Linked DNA regions of Mus musculus: region 1 is linked to region 2. A link is a contact called in public HiChIP or PLAC-seq data. All regions are on one chromosome and are shown on one strand. The core of a region is the stretch at or near the end of the contact, and the rest is flanking DNA. Distances in the headings are between cores, read along the strand shown.

The links. HiChIP or PLAC-seq counts read pairs in DNA pulled down with a chosen protein or histone mark.
Region 1: a contact with region 2 is called in an H3K27ac HiChIP or PLAC-seq map of oligodendrocyte precursor cells, with 3 times the contacts expected there. The contact joins two enhancer-like sites. A contact is called at or near these places in 1 of 39 promoter capture datasets (hippocampal neurons) and 2 of 115 datasets of contacts at active chromatin or transcription factors (embryonic forebrain and oligodendrocyte precursor cells).

What each region holds. Positions count from the first base shown.
Region 1 is chr7:64,695,253-64,699,584 of GRCm38.p6, reverse strand. Apba2 (amyloid beta (A4) precursor protein-binding, family A, member 2) reads right to left here. Exons shown (of 15, transcript NM_001291166.1): 4 at 3,568-4,332. Among named protein-coding and RNA genes, the nearest start is that of Nsmce3, 180 kb to the left of the region's middle. Within about 2 kb of position 2,419, at least 30 of the 459 cell types and tissues checked have an H3K27ac peak or open chromatin away from gene starts, as enhancers often do. A contact at or near this core is called in oligodendrocyte precursor cells, where this site is marked.
Region 2 is chr7:64,359,012-64,363,565 of GRCm38.p6, reverse strand. Fan1 (FANCD2/FANCI-associated nuclease 1) reads left to right here. Exons shown (of 14, transcript NM_177893.4): 7 at 326-434; 8 at 1,507-1,626. Among named protein-coding and RNA genes, the nearest start is that of Fan1, 13 kb to the left of the region's middle. Within about 2 kb of position 2,830, at least 81 of the 459 cell types and tissues checked have an H3K27ac peak or open chromatin away from gene starts, as enhancers often do. A contact at or near this core is called in oligodendrocyte precursor cells, where this site is marked.

The DNA of each region.
Region 1 (4,332 bases), core at 1,170-3,669, 340 kb before region 2:
AGCAGCATCTCTCCATGCCCTCTCTATCAGCTCCTGCTTTGAATTCCTGCTTTGGTTTCCCCTGTTGATGGACTGTAACTTGTAAGAGGAAACTGGAGCCTTCTGAGCACGCACAGCAATCCAAAGCACAGGCAGATGCTACAGGTCATACACTCCACTTACTGTCACAATGAGCAACTTGCTTTCTACAGAGGCCAGACTAAAGCAGTGTCTATTATAAATTCATCCTCCATGTGTGGGAAGGAATCATCTGACTGACTCCTTCTGTGCCCCAAAGAGGTAGACTGACAGCTGATGGGTCACCTGTGTCTTAATAACTATGGAGACGGTGAGAATGGAACAGTCCCAGTCCAAAGGAAAACAGGCTAAAGGAAACATGTAGCAAAATGCATGAAGCAGTCTATGAAATAGGAAAGGAAAAAAAATCCAAGACAGAGATAAGACGTGGGACCATACCTCATGGCCAAGAGAACACAGTAGGCAAGTTAGTGGTGCGGGAATGTAAAAGGGTCAACACAGACCCTTTTACAACAACATGTATCACTCAGGCCCTGGCCCTCAAGAAGTACAAAAGACAGAAAACACCATTCGTATGTAAAAAGATGTCTGTGCCAGTCTCACATATGGGAGAAAAGGCCACCCACCATCTGTGCCGTAATGATAGCTGTGTGCTCTATGTTCAGTCCTGGGGTCTTCAGGGAACACAGAGCACACGAAGACAGGTCTTTATGCTGCGTAGTGGTCCTGTGGGAAGTGCATGTCTCACATGTATACCATGTACTTACAGTGGCCGAAGGATGTTCCTCAGGACAGCCTAAACATCCTGCACAAAATGACTGAGAGAATCCCTGGGTTCAGATTTGGGATGAGACTGTAACATGAGAATTCATGTATGTTTTCTAATGAAAAGCGGGGGTTGGGGGGTAACCTAACACACTTGTGCTTTGATCGTGGCCTGTCTCAGGGTGGTGGTGTGATAGTTTCTGCTATAGCCTTATGTCAGCACTCAAGAAACCAGCTTTAGAGTATTTAGGACTCTATTTCAGATTAGAGACACTCAAACCATACTTCAAAAACTAACACTGACTATAATTTTTAAGCTTTAAAACAAGTAGGGGAGAGATAAGGGATGCTACCATGTCCCTCCAGTTGGACTTCCACAGCAATGCTTCTCCGATTTGAATGTGCCATCTTGTTGAATTGCAAACAGGTAGTTCTGGGGTGCCCCCTGTTGGGCCCATGTTATAGGCCAAGGGCAAGTTTTACAGAGAAAGTCTACCAGGAGGCCAGGGTGGTTGCTCCAACCCACCCCCGCAACCCCCTGCCTCCTGATTCATTTCTGCTGTAACATTGGTTCTAGGCAGTGCCGCACTAAACACACAGATGGGGCTCCAGGAACTGGGTAGGGGCCTCAGACACTCTGACTCTGACTCTCTGTCCTAGACCAGGCTTTTGATTGTTCCTGGCACAGCTTGTCTGTCCCCAGGGGAGTAAGATTCCTTTTAGGAACACAGCTGTGATTTCAAATGAAGCACCTTCGAAGTATCCAGCGCTGTGCATTTTCTAGAGAATCTGGTTTCCAAGGTGATTCCAGTGGATATTTATGGCTCAATTTATTCACCAGTGGATGTTAATGGCCCAAATTCAGAATTCCTAGTGTGAGATGAGCAACTCGGGACAACAGGATATACAACTCATCTGCATGGCAAGACCCAACAGAGCCTTCCAGAGGAGCACACAGCTCGTTCATTCCTGGGGGCCTGGGCAGTCTGGAGCTAGGTCCTCTAGGCTCTCTCTGGACAGGATTAGTCCATGGATGGACAGACAAACTAATGAATGCATGACTACAAAAGCAATAATAACAAAACAACAAAAGAACCGAATATAATCATTAACTGGCTCTCAGAAGTTTTTCCAATGTCTTGGCTAAGAACATTGCTTTAAGGACACCGTGGGCTGAGAGATTGAAGTACCTGCTTTTCCATTCAACACCTTTCTCTGAAAGAACAGATTTCATTTTTGTCTCCCATGATGGCTTGAGACGTCCCCCAGTTCCACCTGCCACCAACACTCATTTATTTAACCATTTGCATTCACACACACACACACACACACACGCACACGCACACACACACGCACACGCGCGCACATGTATGCGCGTGCCCCAAGCACTCTAATCCAAAGGTCTATGGAATTCTATTCACCTTCATTCATTCATCTGGTTATCATGAAGGAAAGTGAAACACAACAGAACAGCACCCAGGTGTTCTAACTCCGTACCAGGTTCCAAGATAATTTTTTTCCTGACGGACCTTTGATGGGGAGGCCACTTATTACAACAAAGCACAGTGTGTCACATGATCTACGACCCACGCCCATTCCTGCAGTGCCATCGCTGTTGTTGGGGAGAAGCTCGTGTTCTGAAAACGAATGAATAAAAATGTGGGTATTTTGGCCTGAAGCCCAGACCAGAGTCCCAAGCCCCTGCCTCCAACATTTACGAGTACAATAGAGTTTATGCCTCACAGTATGCCCCTCCCCATGAAGGCAGAACTGCTGTCGATGACAGGGCACCCCAAAAGTGAAGTCAGCTGGCAATTACTAACTCAATGAGAATAAAAGGCACCGAAATGTGTGGCGAATCCCATAGCAAATCAACGTGATTTACATTCCAAGCACCAGCTTTCACCCCTGTGTGTGTGTGTGTGTGTGTGTGTGTTCAATTCAGTATGTATTGAATAAATATTCAAACTCATGAAATCTTCTGGGGGAAAATAATTAAGGCTTTACAAACCAGGAAAGCTGTCCATATAATGGGCCAAAGAGAAGTCCTTTATACAAATCCAGTAATTACATCTCCCTGTACACGCTCACAGTGATTTCTTTTTCTGTTTTGTGTGGGGGTGGGGTGGGATGGTGGTTTTTCAGATGTGTTTATTAGACTACATACTTGCTTTGATGTAACTGAAATAAAGAATGATTGTGGTTCTATCCCTCGTGTTAGTATGCACTTCTTCTCTATGACTTGGTCACATTTCGAAATAGTGATTTCTTTTTCCAAGACAGTAGTTTCTCACAACTAAGCGCCCATGGGGTCAAGATGGCTTTGGAGACGTTGCAATGGGCACTGTGAGGTAGGGAAGTATGTGAATGCCTGCATCCCTTTACTGCCATCCTGACCAGGGTCCTGATGGCCTGAGGAGGCCACCTCAGGGAATCAGAAGAGTAGCATGGATCCTCTCCTATCGTGAGCTGAGTCAGGCAGTGGAATACAGCCTGGGTTCAGGGCATTTCCTAGGAGATCAGAGCTGCCAATCAGCCCTTTGGTGGTATGGGTTCCTGAATTTAAGGGATGGATTCCTTAAGGTGACAAGACATTCCTTGATCATCACAGTTACTGAACAATTAACTTAATTCACAGTGTCAACTGGATAGTTGCTAGCTCCCCCTACCCCACCCCACCCCTCCACCTGTCATCACCCCCACCCCCACCATGGGCTTCACTACCTACTGGGTGATATCATACTCTCTAGGGCCACCCCTTCCCTGGAGGTAGTTAAGGCATACCTGCTCTTGGGGCCACTTTGGCCTCTCCTCTGGGGTCCTGGTCTTGGTCTTGAGTCCTCTCTGGAGGTCTCCAGGGTGCTTAACCTCAGGGGGAAGGTTCAGCGACTTGGGCCTTGCTTCTTGCCTACCGGGTCCATGGCCAGTGTCACTGGGTGGACAGGCCTCAGTGGAATCCCCGGGATCCAGCTCCGGCATGTGCTCAGGGCTGGCCTCGCTGGCACTGGTAATACTGGTCATGCTCAGGCTCATCTTGATCTCAGCCACTATCTGGTCGATGTCTTCCTCCTGCTCCTCTAGGTCCCCATCCCCACGCCTCATGCGATAGGGGGAGGCGCCACCTGTGTTCCCATTGGTCTCTGGGGGGTAATAGTCCTGGTAGCTCTCCTTGCTGGAACAGTAGTGGCCATCTTCTTCCTGGTCATGGACCTCCAGGACAGTAGGGTCATCCTCTGGGATAGGCAGGTGGCCATCTGGGTACTCCTGGCTGTTTTCAGCCCCGTGGCTATGAGTATGAGGGCCCACTGAGTCCGTCCAGTCCTCCACCGCCTCCTGACACTCATCGGTGTCCACGGGATGTGCACCGTGTGCTATGTATTCCTCCCCATTACAGTCCATGCCCTCCAGGTAGCTGTCATCCTCAGGACAGTAGCGGATGTAGTAGGTGACACCCTCCTCCTCCTCAGGGAGGCCCTCGTCATAGTCCTCCTCCTCAGATGTGTTGTTCACATAGTCAGAGCTGGAGTCCCCATCAGGACTATGGTTGTG
Region 2 (4,554 bases), core at 1,581-4,080:
GAGTGTATTTTTAAATGATGTTTGAAGAAGGTAAAGTCACCGTTTGCTGCAGGCTTTAGGAAATGTGAAGACTTGTCCAGGTTTGTGGATGAGGTTTAAATGCTGACCTCCATTTTAAATCTTGTTATGTCTTCTCTTCTCACCTCTCCTAGCATCCTGAGACAGGGGCTTGGCTGTGATGATCTAATTTTATAGTCCAGAAAATGGAACACACAACTCAAAGTATTGAAATATATCATCTCAAAGATAGAAATCCCACATTTTGTCACTTTTTACAGTTTGTATGAGCCCAGTTACTAACCCCTGGCATGCCTTGTCCTTTCAGGTACCACGAGGCCTTGCCGCCCTTCCTGCGCTGCTTTACCGTCGGGTGGATCTACACAAGGATTTCCTCTCGGGCTGTTGAAGTCCTAGAGAGGCTTCACATGTACGAGGTTAGAGCACCCTCCTCCACCCTTCACTGGGAAGGCTCGCTGGCCATGCACAGAGCCTGGGAGGAGCCCATTCAGCTTACCTGGGTCTCGGAGCTTGGTGGGAGACTCAGTTACCCTAGATCTTGTGGGTAAAAAGCTCGTACCCCCTTGTCATCTGTGGGGTATTGTCTAGAGATGTAGCTGCAAATAATAATTTGGTGACATCCTTAGCTTAAGACATCCCAGAGTTCCCTTTTACTGTGTCTGGTATTTCTGTATTAGTATATGCTTTTTACAACGGGAAAATGGCAAGCTGGGTCTTTGACTTAGCTCCCCTGAATCCCAGGACGATCCATGGACAAGATGCCGCATCTGTCATTCGGAAGCTCTTAAAGCTCCCCCATTTCACAAGGAACGTATTAGAGTTGACAAGATTTAAAGGTAAAGCAAAGTTGGAAATTAAATTAATTCAAGGTGTTTCCCTTATCTTAAGAAAGATTCCCTTTGACATTGTTAGGTGGCTTTGTTGGGTACACAGCTGGGGCAGGGTGAAGGTCAGGGGCACCTGGTTTGCTGTTTTTACTCTGGGAAGACAGGAGCATTCTCCTGGCAAGTTATGCTTCATCAGTTGTGTTGAAGTTTCTGACTCACAGCCAGATCCCAGACTGAAGGACTCCTCTCCCTTCCTCTGTCCCTTTCCATCTGTCCTTCCTGACAGACAGCGTGCCTCAAATCTCAGAGGGTCTAGAGCCTGCTGGCTTCCCAGAGTGTCAGGGTATGGCAGCACCAGCCAGTGCTTAGCTCCCTGTACATAGCCAGGACCCTGGGTGGCTGGGCTGCCAGAGGTGACGTGGAGAAGACCAGCACCTGCCCACAGACTCTGAGGGCTCAGCATCACTAGGCAGAGACCTGGGGTCAAGTACAGGTGCTCAGGCAGCTATGGTCATACAGGAGAACATCTCAAACTGCTGCCTGTCAGGGCTGGTCCTTGGCCTTCACTGCAGATGGACCTCAGCAACCCTGTTGGCGTCTGACTGTGATTAGAACCCATGTTCCCAGCATCTAACCACCTTTCTTTTCATTGTTGCCATAGGAAGCTGTCAAGGAACTTGAAAACCTCTTGTCTCAGAAAATCTATTGTCCTGACAGCAGAGGCCGCTGGTGGGATCGCCTGGCTCTTAACCTGCACCAGCACCTGAAGCGTCTGGAAGAGGTACTGGCAGCATACCCCGCTGCTTATTTGGTTCTTAATGGCAAACTCTAAGTGCTTCAGCACCGGGGATGGAACTCAAGGCATAGTTAAACAAACACTTGGCCACTGAGCTACCAAAGCCTACGAAAGCACCTTCCTTTAATTAGCTTATTTGTTTGTTGGAGGGGTACAGTTTCACTGTGTAACTCTGTCTGTCTGTCTGTCAGAACAGAGTTTCACTGTGTAGCTCTGGCTGTCCTAGAACTCACCATGTATAGCAGGCTGGCTTCAAGTACCCAGAGATCCACCTGCTTCTGCTTCTCCGTTGCTGATGTAAAAGGCGTGCACCGTACTGGCCATTTATTTTACTTTAATTAAAATGTAATTGCACCACTTCCCCCTTTCCTTCTCCTTTCCCATTAATTTCTGTGTTAGTGCTATCACCAAAAAAGTAATTTATGGTCCTGAGAAAAAATAGTAAAATGTATGGTTTTTATTAATAGTGATGTATTTCTCTATAACACATGGAAAAATTACTCCAGATAAAAACAAAAGCCTTTAAATATTTAGTTTTTATAAAAAACTTTAGAAACCACTAATATAACAAATGTGATAGTCAAATCAAAACTTAATAAATGAAATTTCCAAATATAATTAGAAGATATTTTTCCTTTGGCTAACATTCTTTGATTTCTTCCAACCTCATCCCCTACCCCAGGAAAGCAGGGGTAATTCTAACACTAGCATTAAATGAAGGCAGGAGATGTCTGTCTGCTCTGAGTGGAAGAGGAAAGGGGTTGATAGTGGGCTCCAGGAAATGCAATCAAGGAGAGAGAGGACCGGTGTGTCTCAGCTGTCTGCAGGTTCATAGTGGTTCTCTTCTGTCTCTGTCCTCTCTCTCTCTCTGTGTCTCTGTCTGTCTCTGTGTCTCAGCCACAGTCTGGGCTGGAGATGGTGGCTTAATAGACTTGTTGCTCAGTGCTTCTTGTTACAAAGGCTGATGGGAGTCAGTCTCTCCCTTTTCTCACTGCAGGTGCTTGAAGAGTATCCTCTGTGCTTCTGCAGGGCATTTTGCCCCATCTCTGAACAGGCCACCTTCTCTGGCAGGCCCCAGGGAACTTGGGGACTTGAAATAGACAGATCCTGTCACTCCTGTGGCTGGGCAGGGTGGGGCCTTTGAGGCCACTGCCTCTGAGCCAGGCTGGTAACAGTGACTCTTTGTGTGGCGGCCTGTGGGTTCCCTCCCCGACTGTCTCCATTCCAGCCCCGTGTTTGAACTGAATGGAAGGGACTGTGTCTCAGGGAGGATTTGTTTTTCCAGTGGTACATTTAGTGAATCTGGGGGAAAGAGGGCTGGAAAAAATTGCCCATGGAATGTGGAGGTATGCCGTAGGATTTTTTTCACAGCTTTCTACTAAACCAGCACCTTGTTGCCTCTGGTGCCCATGAAAAGCCAACGGAAACTGATCTCTGTCCTGGAGGTGGGAATGGGGCCTCTTCCTCCTGCTGCACGCTAAGGCTTGCATAGCAGGGCGGGGCTGACCAGCACCCAGCCTGGGAAGGCGAGCACGTGTGTCTGTTGTGCTACCTCTCGGCTCTCACTGTACTCATGGCCGAGGATGTTACTCATCCCTCCTTGTTCACAGTTCTGCAGACCTTTGCCGCAGTCATAGGGCCAGACAGGCCGCTGAGCTCATTGTTCATGGATGCTAAGAAAGTTCTAGTTCCTTTTAACCCTTTCCCAGTGCATTAGTACCATCCACACAGCTCCTGTTACCCTGTGCCCACATCCTCTGTCTTCTGTGTCTTCTGTCTGTCTGCAGGGCACACGTGCAGGGACACACCCCTCCCCACGCCAGGTCCCCTCTCCAGGACCAGCATACGCGGCAGGGTCCTGCTCGCCCGTCTCGGTTCCTTTACACCCATCATTAGTTCCCCAGGCTTGAGCTTCCGTTTGTTCCTCGGGCTTTGGTTTCGTTTTGTTTTTAAGTTTTTCTTTAAAGTTTTAAAGTATATTTAGAATGTGTATGCATGTGCGTGTGCACATGGGCAGGTCAGAGGTGAACTTGTGGGGAGTCATTTCTCTCCTCCCACCATATGGGTCCCAGGACTAAATTTGAGTTTTCAGGCTTGGCTGCAGTGGGTTTACCTACTGCGCCATCCTGCCCGTCTCTCATTTTTCTATTAGGATAAAATGTGTGCAAAGTTTGCCCTTTACGCCACTTTAGATATGATTCTGTGGTGTGTGTTATACTTACATTGTTGTACCTGTTTAGTTATTAGTGCAAACGAAAAGACTGAGGTCTTTGCCCATTTCTACCCTCCCCCTCGGGTTCCATAGGCTTCCTGCTTCCTCGCTGTTTTGGGAGTAGAGTTAAACTTAGCCTTTCTGCCTCTTTAACTCTGTGTGTGTGTGTGTATCTCTGTGTTTTTTTCTGTATATGGCCATATCTGTATGTCTGTTTTTATGTGTGTAGGTATCTGTGTGTTTATTTGTGTGTGTGTGTGTGTATCTTTGTGTATTTCTGTGTGTGTTTCTGTATTTGTGTGTGTATCTGTATGTGTATTTGTGTGAATATCTGTGTGTATCTGTATCTGTGTGTGGACATTTGTGTGTGTTTGTGTGTGTGTGTGTGTATATCTATGTGTGTGTATCTGTGTGTTTTTCTGTATATGGGCATATCTGTATGTCTGTTTTTATGTGTGTAGGTATCTGTGTGTTTATTTGTGTGTGTGTGTGTATATCTGTGTATGAATATCTGTGTGTATTTCTCTGTGCATTTGTGTATCTGTGTGTATCTGTGCATGAATATCTGCATGTGTATCTGTGTGTGTGTGTGTGTTCTGCGCGTGACCGTGCTTATGCAGGTGCCACAGTGTGCATGTGGAGATCAGGAGGACAACCTCAGGTGGTGGGCCTCAGCTTTCACCGTGTTGGAGGCAGGTCTG